Regions from separate parts of the Gossypium hirsutum genome. Here region 1 is linked to region 2. Evidence: chromatin contacts called from public Hi-C data. All regions are on one chromosome and are shown on one strand. Each heading gives the region's core, a stretch centred on a gene start, on an enhancer-like site or on the middle of the called end of the contact. The rest is flanking DNA. Distances are from core to core; before and after follow the strand shown. Region 1 holds the start of LOC107953007. Region 2 has its middle 25 kb from the start of LOC121203696.

Region 1 (3,320 bases), core at 346-2,845, 35 kb before region 2:
AGAGGTCATTTAGAACAAATTCTTTTTGTTTCTAACACAACAGCAATTTTTGGGAACACTGTACCTAAAACCATATCCAAGTCAAAACTGAAGAATGACAACAGAGAACTGATACAACAAACACTGCTCGAAACTGAAATTATGCTTTAGCCTTCAGTCTTGCTGCTTACAAAGTGTAACTTAAGCTTAAGCTTACCATCTAGCTTCATAATCCACAGTGTTTATATTTACAAGTGGAAAGCTGTACATAAGTGTAACTTGGTTTTTTAGGAAGCAAGAAACTAAAATCGAAAAGGGTTTTTTAATGGAAACAACGATGATAGTCGAGCGCAGCAGTTAGTCAGCTGCAATGTTTAGATGTGGATGCAAGTGCCACAGCTTGTGCCCACACCTTGAGCCGAGCCTTCACATCTCTTGGGTCATCACCTAAAATTACAGAGTAAACATCCCATCAGATGAACTGAAAATGCTATGCAGAGCCTTTATATAAATCAAACAATCAGTAGTTCCCAAGTTTCCTGTTAGGTTTAGAAAAGAAAGCATAAAGGTCCAAATTAAAGGTAATTTTGACTAACCAGGGCTAGAGATACGCCAGTTGGCGATCGGAGAATTGCCACCGCTACTAGGCATCTCCAACATACGCTCATGTTCCAACTCTAACCCAAGATCCCTACACGCCTTCACTTCCTCCAAGTCCATACACAGCGACCTCTGCCCACCTTTGGGCCTTGTAATCACCACCAATCCCGCACTACCCCCTTCACTTTCCCCACTGAAACTTCCACTATGGTTGCTGTAACTTGCAATTAATTCTCCATCTTTCTTCTTGCTGCAGCTTTTACTCTCATTATCTTCCCATCTATCTCTAGTAATCCTCCTCTTCCTCGACTTGTTGTTCCCTTTTGACCTTCTTAAACCACCCTTTTGAGCTTCATTTTCACTTGCGTAATCTTTCGCCACTCCCGTCAGCTCCTGAGACAACACCGCTTTTCGGTTCCTCCGGCGAGGTGGGGTGGCGGGAAGAGAGTAGCAGCTAGGTTCCTTGTCGGAGTCAGAAGAGAGTTGAAGCAATTCTTTGCCACGGAACTCTTCATCAACATCTGCATCAAAGGACAACCTCGACAGATACATCCCCAGATTATCATCATCATCATCATCATCCTCGTTCGTGTACATGGAACTGGTACACATGGAAAGCCTCGACAAGTTATATGTATGGGCCTGATGCTCAAACCCAAAATCAATATCGTCATAGTCATCTTCCACCATGGACGAAACAACCGTCATACTTTCATCTGAAGCCATCTTTCGCAACAACAAAAAGAAAAAAAGAAAGAAAAAGAAACTAAAAGAACGATGAAGTTGAAGTGTGCTTTTCTTCTTCTTTTTTCTGTTATCAAAGTGATATATTAGAGAGAAAACAAAAAGACCGGCTGGCTATACATTATTTAACAAGGTGTGGCGTTTGGGCTTTTTATGAATCATTCATCAATTTCTGATTTCATAATAAAAAGTAAAATAAACACACTCCTCACTCTGAACAACCAAATTTATACGCAGAAAATTTGAAGCCTTTAATTACAGAGATACCCATTTCGGTGCTCAATCACTTCCTCTTACTTCCTTTTTGGTAGTTGGCAGAAGGTTGGGATTGTAATTTTGGTTTTAAATCAAATTAGTTAAGTAAGAAGCTTCGGACCATATGGCTTTTTTTTTTTGAATAATTATTAAAAATGATTACAAGTTATTTACACATGGCAATATTGAGCCAAATGACGTAGAGATCTGCTCAAGGACACGTAGCTCCACACAAATTCTTTTCCTGCTGCTAACACCACTCTACTTCATTCATAACCGGGTCACGAGTCACGACTCACTACGTGTCAACAAGGTACCAAAGATTGAAACCTGCCCTCACGATTTCCCATAACCTAGCTCTGTTTCGAAATCATTGTACACTATACTGTGCCATTGCTTTTTGCCCATTCCTTTTCTTTATTTATACTTTCACTTTCTTTTTTACAAATGAGGCTTTTCTTTATGACTATTTTACCCAAAAAAACAAAAACTCATTTCCAACATTGTTTATGAAAATGGTGGATTGGGTTAAAAATTTTAAAATACATCCACGTGAAATTATTTTAAGAGAATTTAAAAAAAAAATGTGTTGAACCGTAAAAATACGTTGATATGGGCGTACTCTTTTTTTTTTAATATTATAAAAAATGATTTTTTAAAAATTTACAAGGATAAGCTGTTATAAAAAATAGATTTTTTATTTTAAGGTGCTACAAATTAATATGGAAATAAAATTTACAAAATAAATAATTATATAAACTCTCATTTCTCTTGTTTTCTTAACTAATATAGGATGTGAGATGTGTGTATATATAGAGCCATGAATAGGTTTGCAACTTGTTTCTAGACAATGTGAGATTCATTCCTATTATAACTAACAACATAAGATTAAAGGCTATACTATCTTTTATAATTTTTTACAAAAAAAATTCTATTTTTTATATTTTTTAATATTTTCTCATATTATAAAATTATCTTTTGAGATCCTTTAAACTTGTTGCATTTTAAAATTGTTAGCATATACAAAAGGACTATTAAAAAAAATTACACATATGAAACTTGTACATGCAATAATCTTCTATTCAATTTTAAATGTTTGAAGTTAATATCTATGCAATTCTAATTTTTAAAATAATTTTCTATTATTTCAATTTAGAAGTTATACTTTTAAATTTTATTTTATTTTATGTTATGCATGTTTGATTAATAAATAAATGGTGAGTATTTGGTACTCAAATAGTATTTTTTTGTAATTTTAAAAAAATTGATATCTCTTTTTTTATATATTTATTTTTTAATATTTTACTATACTCATTAATTTTTTAATTCTAATTTTAATTTAATTTTCATCACCTAATGAATGTTGATAAATTTATTTCAGATGTATTTTGACTATATAAATAATCTATTTAAACATAGTATATAATTATGTTAAATAAGTTTTTCTATGGAAATATATAATATGCATAAAATATAATAATTATTTTTCATATTTTTATATCTAGATTAAATTACATTAGTAGTCACTTAACTATGATTTTTTGGCTATCGAATTATAAAAATTTACAAAATGATCACTCAACTATTAGTAATTTTTTAAATATTTATTTTTTAATATTTACTATATTCATTTTATATTTTATAATTTTTTTACTTATAGAGTTTAAAAATTTTATTTATAATGTAACAAATGTTAACTTTTTGTAAAAAAAATTTAAAGTCTATAAGTAAAAAAATATAAA
Region 2 (3,498 bases), core at 220-2,719:
TAAATTATAAAATGGTCATTGAACTATTCGAAAGTTTTTATTTAAGTTTACAAAATGATCATGGGTTGTTAAAATAATTGTTGTATGGCCTGCTCTATTCATATTGCCTACACCAATCGAAAGCTCTCATTCCCCTTGTTTTCTATAATTCAGTTGTTTTTTTTTTATGAAATGACTTTGAACGTCATGAATTTGTGAACCAAAATCTAAACAATTTTCTTCCCTAATATTCGATATTGACCATCAAATTGACTTGTATCTAAGGTATGTTATCCTATTTGTCAATGGGTACTGATCCACCATATTGATTGTCAAATCATTACTTAGAGCTTGCAACCTAAACTTAAAAAGAAAAAAACACTTAATAGCCTAGTGACTTAAATTAAAACTTTTGAATAGTTCAATGATTTAAATGAAATTTCGAATACTTTAGTGATCATTTTGTAACTTTTGAAGTTGAGTGATCAAAACATAAACTTACTAACAGTTGAGTGACCTTGGGTGTAGTTTACCCTTAATTCTAATATATATTTTCATATTATTAAAAATATAGAATTTTAATATCTAATAAATTCATATTTCATATTTTCATATTACTTAATTATTATTCTTTTATAATTATTTTTAACTTGTGAAATTTAAATAATCTAAATTTTTATAAAAGATTATTTATACAAACAAAATAAATACGTAAACAGAGATTTCAAAATGTTGCATTTTAAAATAAAATAATTGAAAAATGTTTAAAAAAAAGAAGCCAAACATATCCACGCTTAAGTTAAACAAGACATGAACAATGGTTTCTCCATATAGGGGCCAAAAATAAGGGAGAAAAATTTGTGAATAGTTTGATTGGGGTTGAATGAAGAAATAGAAGTTTGACTGGGGTTGATTGATTTATTTCCAAAAAAACTATATAGTTTTATAAATAAAAAAACATTTCACAGAGATGGGAATATATATATATATATATATTTTAATTCGGGATGCAATGTTAAGATAGGTAGGCATCTTCTTCCATGATTTTGTTCTGTCTGCTTCCCTTTTTGTTTGTGGAAGGAAATGGATGCAATTAATTAGCAATCTAAATGTGAGGCTAATATCACATCTCTACAAATCCCTTCTACTCCTAATGCAAATTTAATATTCTTTTTCTTTTTTTCAAACTTTTATTCTCCTGAAAAACATTTATCTACATTCCACTTTAAAAAAGTTATTTTAATATTCAATAATTATATTAAATTTTGAGGTGGAAATAGAAAAACTAATTTGCTTAAACTAGGAGATCCAATTATTCCTCTTAATCTCATTTGAATAATGAAAAAGCTAAGCAAAAAAAAAAAAAAACAAAACAAAAACTGATGGGCATTATTAAATGCCGTCAAAGAAGGTAGGGCTAGACATTGTTAAGAGTCCATGGTGGCAAAACTTGACCCAGGCTTTCATCCTCTTCATGACGGGGTGAAATTTAAGTTGAGTGGACGACTGGGTAGGCTTGGTGGTCAACATGTGCCCTGTGATGTTTCATTATGGGCCTTCATCACCTATCTAATATTTTGGATTTTGGAATCAAACTGTTGGCGATTGCTCCAATATTTTATGTTTCTGGCAATGGCCGCATCGCCTGGGCCTTCACCCATTATTGTGCCTGCAAGAGGATATCCTCTGAATATATTATTAACACATTTTAAAAAAGTAATTAAATAAATATTATCAATATTTCTTGATGGTGTCAAAAAAAATAAAAAATAAAAAAAAATAAAATTCCTATACCTAAATAGAATATAAATAGTATTATAAGGAGTAAGATCGATCTCATAGGAATTGGATATTTAAAATTATATTTCCTTATAACTAGAACACGCCGTTGGCAGCTGTCGTGCCCATGACTCGTGTCAACTTGTCTGAAATAAACGGGAATTAAATTTGATTAAAAAAACAAATCAAGATCGAAATTACAATAAAAGAAGCAGAACGAAATAAGATTAAATAAACTAATGTGATGACACTCTAGCTTCAGGCACGATTTAGGCTTTAGCTTCAAATTGATCTTGGACACTGAATTTTCTCCTACAACAAATAAGTCAATTATGATCGAGGACATCTCATATCACCAATCCCTCCGAGTGTAAATTAATTGCGAGAACACTCGACAGCTAACCCTTACCAAACGAACAACCCTAAATGTAACGCCTCAAAAATTTGAATGTTTGTTTGTTAAATTTTGTTGTAATTGAGTATTTGCTTTAGTGCTGAAGTGTTTTACTTATGTGTTTGAGATTAGGGGTTTGAGTCTCACTTTTGAAAAATTTTGCTATTTTGCTTTGGTTGAACCCTTATCTTTAAACTTGTGACTTAAGTCTTATTCTGCGTTAACTTATGTTAACGATGAGCTTAGAGGTTCAGTGATTAAGCTTCTGTATGCCTTTAATGTTGTGTTTGAGTCTCTGTGTAAGTGAAAAGGAAATATATTTTTATACTACTCTGTTAAATTTTTTTAATTAACTAAACTGTTTCTTTTTTTTCCCTCTTTCACTTATAGTTGTTTTGTCGAGGGAAGTTGTGTGTTTCATTGTTTCTGATTGAATTTTGTCATTAAATTTTTGTTGATGTTCGTTTTCGTTTTCATTCGTTTTTATCAAAATTGCTTTTCTGCCTGTAACACCCCGTACCCGAGACCGTTTCCGGAGTCGAACACGATGTGCTAACGGACTTAATTCCTTAAACAGCTCATACAATTCATTTTTAAAATTTCCAGACGAGCTGGCTAACTGCATCACAGTCACTCTAAAAATCATATCTCGAGTTTCAAAACTCGAAATCCAATTCTGTAAATTTTTCCTGAAACTAGACTCATACATGCATTTACTAATTTTTTTCTAGAATTTTTGGTCGGGCCAATTAGTACAGTTTATTAGTTAAAGTCTCCCATGTTTCAGGGTTCGACTACTCTGACCTTCATGCATTACGACTTAGATATCTCCCTGTACAGGGCTTCAATACTTATGTCGTTTGTTTCTAATGAAACTAGACTCAAAAATGAATCTGTACATATAAATAATGACTTCTAATTATCTCTGGTTAATTTATGGTGAATTTCCAAAGTCAGAACAGGGGATCCAGAAATCGCTCTGGCCCTGTTTCACGAAAACTTAAACATCTCATAAAATACGGGTCATATGGTTGTTTCTTTTCTTTCATATGAAAATAGACTCATCAAGATTCAATTACATAATTTATTAATTATTTAATTTCATTTCTACTATTTTTAGTGATTTTTCAAACTCACATCATTGCTGCTGTCAGCATCTATTTTAAGGTAAATTTCACCTATTTCATAGTTTTCCATGAATCAACTAGTAATTTGACATACATTATTTCCAAGTATAATCACGATTAGCCATGACATACGTAGCACCAATAGGACCATGATTGGACATTCCAATGGCTAATCATTACCAAACATTTCCACACCACTTAATAACCATATCATAAGAC

What was found. Hi-C and Micro-C count contacts between places; a contact is called where the count stands out from the background.
Region 1: a contact with region 2 is called in a Hi-C map of leaf, with 3 times the contacts expected there. The contact joins the promoter of LOC107953007 here to the enhancer-like site in region 2. A contact is called at or near these places in 8 of 34 Hi-C or Micro-C datasets (anther, hypocotyl, leaf and 1 more).

What each region holds. Positions count from the first base shown.
Region 1 is chrA07:28,359,025-28,362,344 of Gossypium_hirsutum_v2.1, reverse strand. It overlaps LOC107953007, which reads right to left and starts at 1,595. Exons shown (of 2, transcript XM_041117900.1): 1 at 576-1,595; 2 at 113-426. The coding sequence starts at 1,305. The coding sequence ends at 341.
Region 2 is chrA07:28,323,447-28,326,944 of Gossypium_hirsutum_v2.1, reverse strand. No RefSeq gene overlaps it. Among protein-coding and RNA genes, the nearest start is that of LOC121203696, 25 kb to the left of the region's middle. Within about 2 kb of position 1,469, at least 3 of the 9 cell types and tissues checked have an H3K27ac peak or open chromatin away from gene starts, as enhancers often do. A contact at or near this core is called in hypocotyl and leaf, where this site is marked.